2 separate regions of the Zea mays genome follow, and region 2 is linked to region 1. The links are chromatin contacts, called in public Hi-C maps. All regions are on one chromosome and are shown on one strand. The core of a region is the stretch at or near the end of the contact, and the rest is flanking DNA. Distances in the headings are between cores, read along the strand shown. Region 1 holds the start of LOC100285977. Region 2 holds the start of LOC103627300 (DNA repair protein XRCC3 homolog).

Region 1 (5,051 bases), core at 559-3,058:
GTTTGATCGAAGTTTAATGACAAGATTACATAAAAACAGTGGAATTAATGCAGAACAGACCACTGTCATCCGAACATATGGAGCAAGAAATATTATCAAAATATTAATAGCTACAGAACGCAGATAATCATTCAATTCCTTAACTGTGGCACACTACGATGAGATATACCTGTTCCATATGACCCTGCGGGAAGTAATAAACCAGCTCGCCTTGGCGAGGCACTGTGACCAACGGCCCAGCACAAGCATGCCAGAGTTCCCTGAACAAAGCATCGCCAGCACTCCCTATACAAAGGCATTTGATTTTGTTAAGGAGAAATGTTCATGATAAGTTGAGAACAAGGCATACATTGGACTGTAGGGATTTCTTAGCCTTTTATTTTGTAAATTTTACAGTGTAAGTGTAATTGGTCTATTTTTATAATGAATTAACCGAGTAACAATGATATAATCCTAATAAAGCAACATTCACACAGATCCAATAAAAAATCATATATTTTTTTGTAGGGAAATACTTCACATGGAAGCCATTGGTACAATACAACTCTGCTACAACTAGATGTTTTGAGCCCCTTTCATTTGAAGTAAATACCCACCCAGTACTTAACATAGTTGAGCAAATCATATAACTTCTACCATGGAATGCACTACTAATTTGACAAAAATAAGTTTGCAGATCCACAACTATACATCTTTCTTTCCGATAAGCCCAGTTTCCCAGATCCTGCTTTGAATAATTTACTGCAGAACAGCGAAAATGCAAATTGTCGGGCAAAGCAGTCAAAACAATAAGCCTATAACGTATACAAGAATTAAGGGCCATCTATGTTGTCGAAACATTTGTTACTTAAGCATGAAAATTTTTACAACGGAAGGCACCGTGATTTCTAATTGTCAAAGGAAATAATCAGTTTGCAGATCCAAATTTCCACCAAATTTCGGATTTTACGACTTTACATTATCCGCCCCAAATTTCACGATGCAGTTGTGCATGCATAAAAACGACAGCAGACAGACATTAGTTAAGCAGGCAGACCGGCAAAAATACAAATTCACCCATGAATCGGTCAAAAAGCAACAGACTGCACCACAAATGGCAAAGTTAAGACGAAAAGCATTCCCGACTATGGCAAAAAAAAATGCACAACCGTCCCAAATTGTACCGAATTCCATACTTTGCAGCTCTCCAACCTCACACGAGGTGTCAACTCCCTAAGTCCACGTTTCTCTGGACCTCTACACTCTCATCGATTCAGAGTCCACCCACCAGCTTAGTAATTATCACCACCACACGAAGGCTCAGCCGAAGCAACACAGGCCGAGAAAAAAAAGGGATAAAAACAGATAGAGAAGCGAAGGGAGCAGCCAGAGCGAAGGAAACCAAACCTGAGCCGCGTGCCACGCCGGCCTCCGCCATCTCCGCTGCCTCCGACACGAGCTGCGGGCAGAATTCAGCTGGAAAGCACCGAGCAGCGGCCCGATCTGGTCACCCCATGCCGAGCCCCGCAGATCTGCGCGCGCGGTAGCAGCGAGGTAGCCGTTAGACCCCTCCTGAACCCGCGGAATTCAGGGTAGCGGAGGAGCCGGAGAGCGGGGAGGTAGAAGATCTTACCTCTCAGGAGTCAGGAGTAGGGGAGGTCGCACGTGGCGGCTGGGGTCGGAGCCGAGACTCGCCGAGCGGAGGTGACGGCGTGAGGCGGCCGGTGGAGGACGAGGAGGGGGTGGGGGGACACGAGGCGTGACCGTGAGGCGGAGGAGCTCAGGAGGGAGCGCTCGAGCGCCTATGCTTTGCTGCTCCGGGCGGGTTCGTTTGGTTGTCTGGGTAGGCTGGCTGCCTTGGCCTGGAGTCGAGGTGGAGGCGCGGCGCTGCTTTTTTTTACTAGCCGCAGCCCGCAGTGGCAGTAGTAGCGCGAACGGAGAAGCGACGGACAGCGCAGCGCGGCAAGGGGCAGGGCAGGCAGCGCGGTGCGGGGCGCGGGTGGGTGGCCCGGCCCCGTGCTCCGCACAGGCACAGCGCGGTACAGTACAGCCCCCGCACATCTCGCTTCGGTTTTTCGAAACTGCTGCCGTTTCGTTGCTGGGTGAGATCGGTTTTGTGCGGGTTTCCGGGGGATTTTCCCGCGGCAAAGGCGTGGACGCAGTGACGACGTCGGGTGTTTAGTGGGGGGTGGAGTGCCCCGGGGGCCACGACGACTGCGTCCGCTTTTCATCTCTTCTACTATCTACTTTCGCTGTGTGTTGTCTTGACATAGACTAGGGTTCCATCCCGATACATGTACTCCCTCCGTGCTCACAATTCTAGAAGTTGTGTATATTTGACACATTCCATAATTCAAGACGTTCTACAATTCTAAAACATTCCACCGCATGGTCTGCCTTCGCTAGCTCTCGAGACCAGATTGCTCGCACCCAGAGGCCAGTATCCCCCTACTAATCAAAAGTTTATGATAAGACAGCCACCTAAGAATAACTCACTAATTTACTAGAAATGTTAAGTTTCTATTGCTCATGTTTCTGTTGATTGCTTCTCTTTTCTATTAGTTGACTTTCTTTTGCTTCATTAGAATTTGGTGCTGCAAATTTGATTCCTGGGCTTTTACATGAATTACGGATGGATGGGCCGGTTCGACACGAACGTGTTAGAACTTTTGAGAGTGGTCTGAATGTACAATAATATCTCTAGAAAATGGCATACACATATCTCATGTCACTTACTAGTCATACTTTCCTTTTTGGTGTGAAGGTAGCGACTCCTGTTTCCCACTAAAAACTACTATCTCCATTTTTAACTGTAAGATATTTCGACTTCAGCAGATTCATTGTCTTTGCTATGTACCTATATATATGTTATGTCTAATTATATAGTAAAAATTATGAATATAATAATAAATATATCTGTCGGGGACCATAATTAGGGGTACCCTCAAGACGCCTAATTCTCAGCTGGTAACCCCCATCAGCATAAAGCTGCAAAGGCCTGATGGGTACGATTAAGTCAGGGATCAGTCCACACGAGTGACCCGATCACGCTTCACCCGAGCCTAGCCTCGGCCAAGGGCAGCCGACCTCGAGAGACTTCCGTCTCGCCCGAGGCCCCCTTTTTATGGCGAACACATCACCGGCTCGCCCGAGGCCTTGGCTTCGCTCAGAAGCAACCTTGACTAAATCGCCACACCGACTGACCAAATTGCAGGGGCATTTAACGCAAAGGTGGCCTGACACCTTTATCCTGACACGCGCCCCCGGCAGAGCCGAAGTGACCGCCGTCACTCCACCGCTCCACTAACCAGTCTGACAGAGGGACAGCGCCGCCTGCGCCACTCCGACTGCAGCGCCACTCGACAGAGTGAGTCTGACCGGCAGTCAGGTCTTGACAAAGGCGCCACGGCGAACTCCGCTCCGCCCGACCCCAGGGCTCGGACTCGGGCTAAGACCCGGAAGACGGCGAACTCCGCACCGCCCGACCCCAGGGCTCGGACTCGGGCTAAGACCCGGAAGACGACGAACTCCGCTCCGCCCGACCCCAGGGCTCGGACTCGGGCTAAGACCCGGAAGACGGCGAACTCCGCTCCGCCCGACCCCAGGGCTCGGACTCGGGCTAAGACCCGGAAGACGGCGAACTCCGCTCCGCCCGACCCCAGGGCTCGGACTCGGGCTAAGACCCGGAAGACGGCGAACTCCGCTCCGCCCGACCCCAGGGCTCGGACTCGGGCTAAGACCCGGAAGACACGAAACTCCGCCTCGCCCGACCCCAGGGCTTAGACTCCGCCCTGGCCTCGGCCGAACGACTTCCGCCTCGCCCGACCCCATGGCTCGGGCTCGGCCACGGCAACAGAAGACAGACTCGACCTCGGCTTCGGAGGAACCCCCACGTCGCCCTGCCTAGGGCACAGACCGCCACGTCAACAGGAAGCGCCATCATCATCCTACCCCGAATCGACTCGGGTCACGGAGAACAAGACCGGCGTCCCATCCGGCCAGCTCCGCCGGAGGGGCAATGATGGCGCTCCACAAGCTCTATGACGACGGCGGCCCCCAGCTCTCTTACGGAAGCAGAACGACGTCAGCAGGGACTCGACCGCTCCAACAGCTGTCCCTCCGCCAGGCTCCGCCGCACCTCCGACAGCCACGACATCACGCCAGCAGGGTGCCCAGATCTCTCCGGCTGCCACATTGGCATGTACCTAGGGCGCTAGCTCTCCCTCCGCTAGACACGTAGCACTCTGCTACACCCCCCATTGTACACCTGGATCCTCTCCTTACGACTATAAAAGGAAGGACCAGGGCCTTCTCAGAGAAGGTTGGCCGCGCGGGACCGAGGACGGGACAGGCGCTCTCTTGGGGCCGCTCGCTTCCCTCACCCGCGTGGACGCTTGTAACCCCCCTACTGCAAGCGCACCCGACCTGGGCGCGGGACGAACACGAAGGCCGCGGGACTTCCACCTCTCTCACGCTCGACTCCGGCCACCTCGCCTCTCCCCCCTTCGCGCTCGCCCACGCGCTCGACCCATCTGGGCTGGGGCACGCAGCACACTCACTCGTCGGCTTAGGGACCCCCCTGTCTCGAAACGCCGACAGTTGGCGCGCCAGGTAGGGGCCTGCTGCGTGCTGACGAACAGCTCCCCGTCAAGCTCCAGATGGGCAGTCTCCAGCAACCTCTCCGCCCCGGGACGGTGCTTCGTTTCGGGACTCTTGAGTTCATATCCTTCGACGGCAGCTACGACATGATACTTCTTCCACCGCCGCGCGACTACGACAATGGCGGCCGACAACCCGCCCGCCGGCGGCGGAATCGACGACGTCTTCCCCGCGTGGTGGAAGGGCAACATTCGGGCTCGCTCCGTTCTCTCCCCCGCCAACGGAGGAGGAGACGGGGCCGTCAAGGCCAGGTGGGAGGCCGCGCTTCGTCGGCCGTCGAGCGAATCGACGCCCCCGACACCCCGACGGAAGGCACGCCGGACGTCGACCTCGCGTTCAAGACGGAGGCAAGCGCCGTCCCCCCGCGGCACGCTGACCCCGAGCAAGAAGACAGCGCCGGCGCGCTCGCGGAA
Region 2 (5,264 bases), core at 858-3,357, 180 kb after region 1:
GTCAAGTTAAAATTTGGATATTTAACAACAAAATAATTTTCTAACAGACTAGTCATCTAACTAGCCAAGCTATCCGGCTCTCCAAATTGCCCCTATCGCTGGCCAAACTTGGCTAGCTGCTCTAGCTAGCTAAACTAAGTTACATATTAGAAAGTCTGTTGGAATGAGATACTACATATAGAGTTTAATCTTTATAGAGAGATAAATAAAGAGTCAAAAATATAGTCTCTTGGAGATGCTCTAAGGTTAGGATGCTCTCTGCATGCTCGTTCATAACTTGTGGCAAGATTTGAGCACAGCTGTGGTATTGTGGCAATGTGACTACAACACAACAGAACAAAAGCGATATTCTGAAACAGGTAAAACACCTCTAATGGCATGACAAGAGTATGGCAACATACATTGTTAAACTGAAACTTGTGAATCACTTGGAAATTTGAATCTGGACTGAATTAAGATATTGGGAGGATGTTTAGTTAGGCAGTGTAGCATTTAGAGACCAATTCCTAGTCTCTATAACATTGTAGGGAAAAAGAGTGCTTCTGTTAATGCGTCTCTATGCTCTAACCCTTTAAGCGTCTCTTTTAGAAGCTCCTTAGTTAGAAATAATTTATTGGCATGGCACCATTCAGTAGCTCGTGTGATGAATGTTCAACTAATAGATCAAAGTGTCAGACTTCCTTTTATTTGATTTTACCCTTGCAGGGCTTGCGAAATTTGTGCTTTTTGGTTGGTTGAAACTTCAGACAACTATATGTATCGATCAATACAAAGGCTGGAATATTATTGCACATTCGCTTTTCTAATAAAACACCAGTTTAAAACACACATGGCGTTATTTCACAGAAGCAACGAAGAAGACAGAACTTAGGTTCTGATTTCAGACTTCAAAACTAGCCATGATGATTTCTACAATAACTCTTTCCCCAGAAAGGTTCAATCACTTGTCCGTTGTGTTGTGACACGTCTAATTTACATGCATGGCTTCACATCCATTCTTAACAATTGAAGTAAAATAGTAAAATATTTTGAATCTTTTACAGGGTGTGTGAAATCTAACTACCAACGGGGACATTTCATCAAACAGGTTATGGTCACACACTTCCTCTGTAAAGTCCTGACAAAAGACCAAGAGGAGCGCCTACCTCTCCGGCTCGACGCCAAAGACGCCGTCCCTCCGTATCACAAACTCGCACGATTGCTCTGGCAGGTGCGGCGCAAACGCCACTTTCATCCACCTCCTTGCGCTCCCGCTGGTGCCATTCCCTTCCACCTCCCGCGTCAGGAACAGGCGCGTGTTGACGCAGTTGGCCCAGGCGATCCCGAGCGCCGGGCTCAGACGGCGCCCCGACGACCACGCCACGGTGTTCCCGGCGTCCCCCTCCACCACGTCCACCACCTGGTTGGTCACCACCACCACACACTGGTGCCTGTAAGCGAGCTCCTTGAGCTTCGCCGATATCTGGAAGAAGAGCGCGGACCGGCGCCTGAGGTCAGCGGGGGAGGCGTCGAAGTCGCCACGAAAGAGGGAAGCGATGGAGTCGAGGAGGATGAGGCGGATGGGGAGGCGGTGCGGGGAGCGGCCGGGGTTGGCGAGCAGTCGCTGGGCGCGGGCGAGGAGGGACAGAAGGTCGGTGGGGGAGTGCGCGGCGGCGACGAGGACGTGGTCGAGGATATCGGGGCGGGATTTGGGGGCTAGGCGGCGGAGGCGGTGAAGGGGGAATGGGAGGTCGGAGTGGAGGAAGAGGGAGGAGGCGGAGAGCGGGGACAGGGGCGCCAGGAGGGCGAGCTGAAGACAGAGCTGAGTCTTTCCAGAGGCAGACTCGCCGGCTATCTCGGTAACGGAGGCGGCGGGGAGGCCGCCGCAGAGGAGGCGGTCGAGGAGGGGACAGCCGAGTGAGAGCTTGGTGAAGCGAGAGGAGGGGAGGAGGAGGAGAGGGTTCTCCGGGCGGGGCTCGCGCTGGCTGTGGGAGGACGAGGAAGCGGCGGATGGGACCTTCGGCGCCGGCGGACGCATCGCCGGTCGGCTCGCCGCCGAACGGATTGGGGATTCGCTCGGAGTCTGGTTTTGAACCGTCGCGGGTAGTTTGCCTGTAGGAGGAACTTTTGGGCTGATATTTGAGCGGTGAATAGAACGAGTAAAAAAAAGGCTTGGGCCTAGCCCAATTACCTCTGTTTCCTCTTTTCAGCTCTAATGTTTAGAACTAAATTACTCCTTCCTATCTTAAGTTTGATCGTCCCGTTTTATTCATTTTTTTCAAAAAAAATAGAAAATTTAAAGTCATATTTAAAATATATTATATGCCAAAACAATTACACACTAAAAATGACAATAATTTGATAAAAAAATATCAAACGAATTATAAATTGGAACGAAGGGAATACTAAATATCACTTCAAACAAAATCATTTGGAATTTGAAATAATGCAGGAAAACCTTCAATCATAATAATAACACTATTATACCACGACAACACACACCATGCAGTTCGTCGTAGGACTGCTGACAAGCTGATATGTAACCATTATGTAACAAAATACATTCTCACTTCTAAACTATAAGATGCTTTGTCTTGTTTCTAGACATACACTAGCAAATAGGCTTGTGCGTTTCAATAGAACCCAATAAACATAAGAATTGAACTTTGTATCGTTGCTAGACGTGAGCTGTTTTAACTCGTATAGTTACGAAACATGGGTACATACCTAGTTCTAATTATCAAATAAAGTTGAGAGACACTTAGGATTCCTAGCCTTCCGGACGAACAAGATGTCTAACAAATGGAAGAGAAGTATATTGGTACTAAACTACAAGAACAAAAAAGATATTCAAAGTTGTACTAATTACCGGAGAATTAAGTTGATGAGTCATACTATAAAGCTATGGGAGAGGGTTTTCGAGCACCGTTTGATAGGAATAACGAGGATATCTATGAACCAAATTGGTTTTATGTCCAAAAAGTCAAACATGTTAACTATTTTCTTAATAAGACAAGTGATGGAGTAGTATAAAAAACAAAAGAAAGATATATACATTGTTTTCATTAACTCGAAGAAGGCTTATGATAAAATACCAAGAGATATTATGTGGTGAGCTTTGGACAAACGTAAAGCTCCAATGGAGTACATTGGACTTATTAAAGACATGTAGAACAATATTGTCACTTGTTTGAACAAGTGATGGAAACACGGATAACTTCATGCTTATAGAATTACATCGAGAGTCAGCTTTGAGCCCTTACCTTTGTCTTGATGATGGATGAGATCATAAGGGACATACAAGGGGATATCCCTTGGTGTATGCTTTTTGCGGACAATATAGTGCTAGTTGATGGAAGTTGGACATGAGCAAATACAAAACTAGGTATTTCATCCTAGGAGGTGCTCATGGAAATCACGCTTATTTGGGAAGCTTTTGAAGGGGTTAACCTGCAACCCAACATGACGGATAGACACTTTTTTAGGCTGTCTAGTTCCGGAAAATATTCAGCAACCTCGGCTTATGCAGCCATCTTCCAAGGATACTTGCAGTGGGAGGCTTTTCATCGTGTCTGGAAGACTTGGGCTCCTCCTAAGTGCATTTTCTTCATCTGTCTTGTGATCCACAACCGGGACATCGGATCGATTGGCTAAAAGAAATATCCCCCGATCGAGCTGTTGTCCCCTTTGTGAATAGGAAGATGAGACGATTAATCATATCGTAGTAAACTGTGTTTTCAGCAGGCAATTCTGGTTCTTTCTTCTCCAAAGAATGGGGCTCGCTGCTCTTTGTCCGCAACAATCTGTGTGATCTTCGATGACTGGTGAACGAATTGTGTCAACGTCATGGGAAAGCAGCTCCAGAAAGGGCTCAACCCTCCGATTGTGTTGGAAGCTTGGATTATTTGGCGGCAAAGGAATGATTGTGTGTTCAATGGCAAATCACCACATCTTGCTATAGCCCAAATATCGGCCGGTAAAGGACTTTGGTGCTAGATTTCTGCTGGCACCAAGGGGCTAGCCTTGTTGACAACTCAGAGTGATATTCTTAGTGGCTTAGTTGTTTAGTCCATGTGTTGTTTTTTATCTGTTTTGGTTGTGTCTCTCAGTATGTCTCGTGCGCACTCCTGTTGTCTCAGCATGGGTGTGGGTCAGTGTGTGTGGGTGTTCTTTTGTACTGTTTTTTTCTTCTATTGCGTGTTCGATAATGAAAAACTAGAGTTGTGGCTAAAGACTCTAGAGTTCAAAGGTTTTAGACTCGTAGAATTAAAATCGAATATATGATATATGACTTTAGCACTACTACACATTAAAAAGGAGACATTGGTTTGGAAGATAAGTAGTGTCCAAGAAGGATTACTTTCAGTATTTAAGACCAATGTTGTAGAGGAACAAAAATATTAATAAATGTGTTAGCTATAGGACCAAAGCAGTATGGATGAAGTGGCGTAAAGCATCTGGGATTCTAGGTGACAAGAGGATACCACAGAACCTAAAAAGACGACACATTCAGGTAGATAAATGTTGCAGAAAAGTGTATGTTGTGTTAGATTTGTAGCCATACAAGAAGAGATCGAGTCTGGGACGATGATATATATGATAGGCTAGGGATAGCACCAATTGAAGAAAAACTTATCCAACACCTGTTGAGATGATTTTAATATATCCATAGAAGAGGGAGGCGAAGGCTAAAGTTGACATCAGAAGAGGCAGTAAAAGGAGATTTCAAATGATGCAATACACCCAAAAAATTAGCCTTAATAGGAGTGCATAAAAAATAGTTATCCATGTGCATGAACCTTGACTTGTGGTTTTTGTTAGGTTTCAACTCTGAGCTACCATAACTTGATTGGGACTAAAAGGCTTTGTTGTTGTCGTTGTTTCTATATATGCTGATATGTAGAAAAAATATAGTGGTGCAAGCAAACTTAAACATTTTTTGTCTTATTAGGAGCAAAACCTGATGCACAATGCTTGCCTACTATCAATTAATGCTTATCCACATATATATGATAAAAAGATGGCTCTATTTAAGAAGGTTACCAAACTTTACAGATACAAGAATTGCTCAAATGTGTAACGCCATTGCATATTGTCTAATCACATTTCACATGTAAGCATGCATTACATGCTGGGTAGATTTGGTCGACGGAGGAATGTTAATACAAAAAGTTAATATGTGTGAGTTCTTCAAAACCATACGTTTAGCAGATACATCACCAATTAGATGGGGAGGAAGAGAAGAAAAGAACTTGATAATGGGAACAACCATCAATTAGCTTTGA

The links. A called contact is a pair of places that touch in the nucleus more often than the background predicts.
Region 2: a contact with region 1 is called in a Hi-C map of ear, with 4 times the contacts expected there. The contact joins the promoter of LOC103627300 here to the promoter of LOC100285977 in region 1. A contact is called at or near these places in 8 of 25 Hi-C or Micro-C datasets (bundle sheath, ear, endosperm and 3 more) and 2 of 3 datasets of contacts at active chromatin or transcription factors (leaf and seedling).

What each region holds. Positions count from the first base shown.
Region 1 is chr5:177,188,243-177,193,293 of Zm-B73-REFERENCE-NAM-5.0, forward strand. LOC100285977 reads right to left here and starts at 1,809. Exons shown (of 15, transcript NM_001372349.1): 1 at 1,613-1,809; 2 at 1,387-1,511; 3 at 170-285. The coding sequence starts at 1,417.
Region 2 is chr5:177,372,914-177,378,177 of Zm-B73-REFERENCE-NAM-5.0, forward strand. LOC103627300 (DNA repair protein XRCC3 homolog) reads right to left here and starts at 2,108. Exons shown (of 1, transcript XM_008647595.4): 1 at 758-2,108. The coding sequence starts at 2,017. The coding sequence ends at 1,142.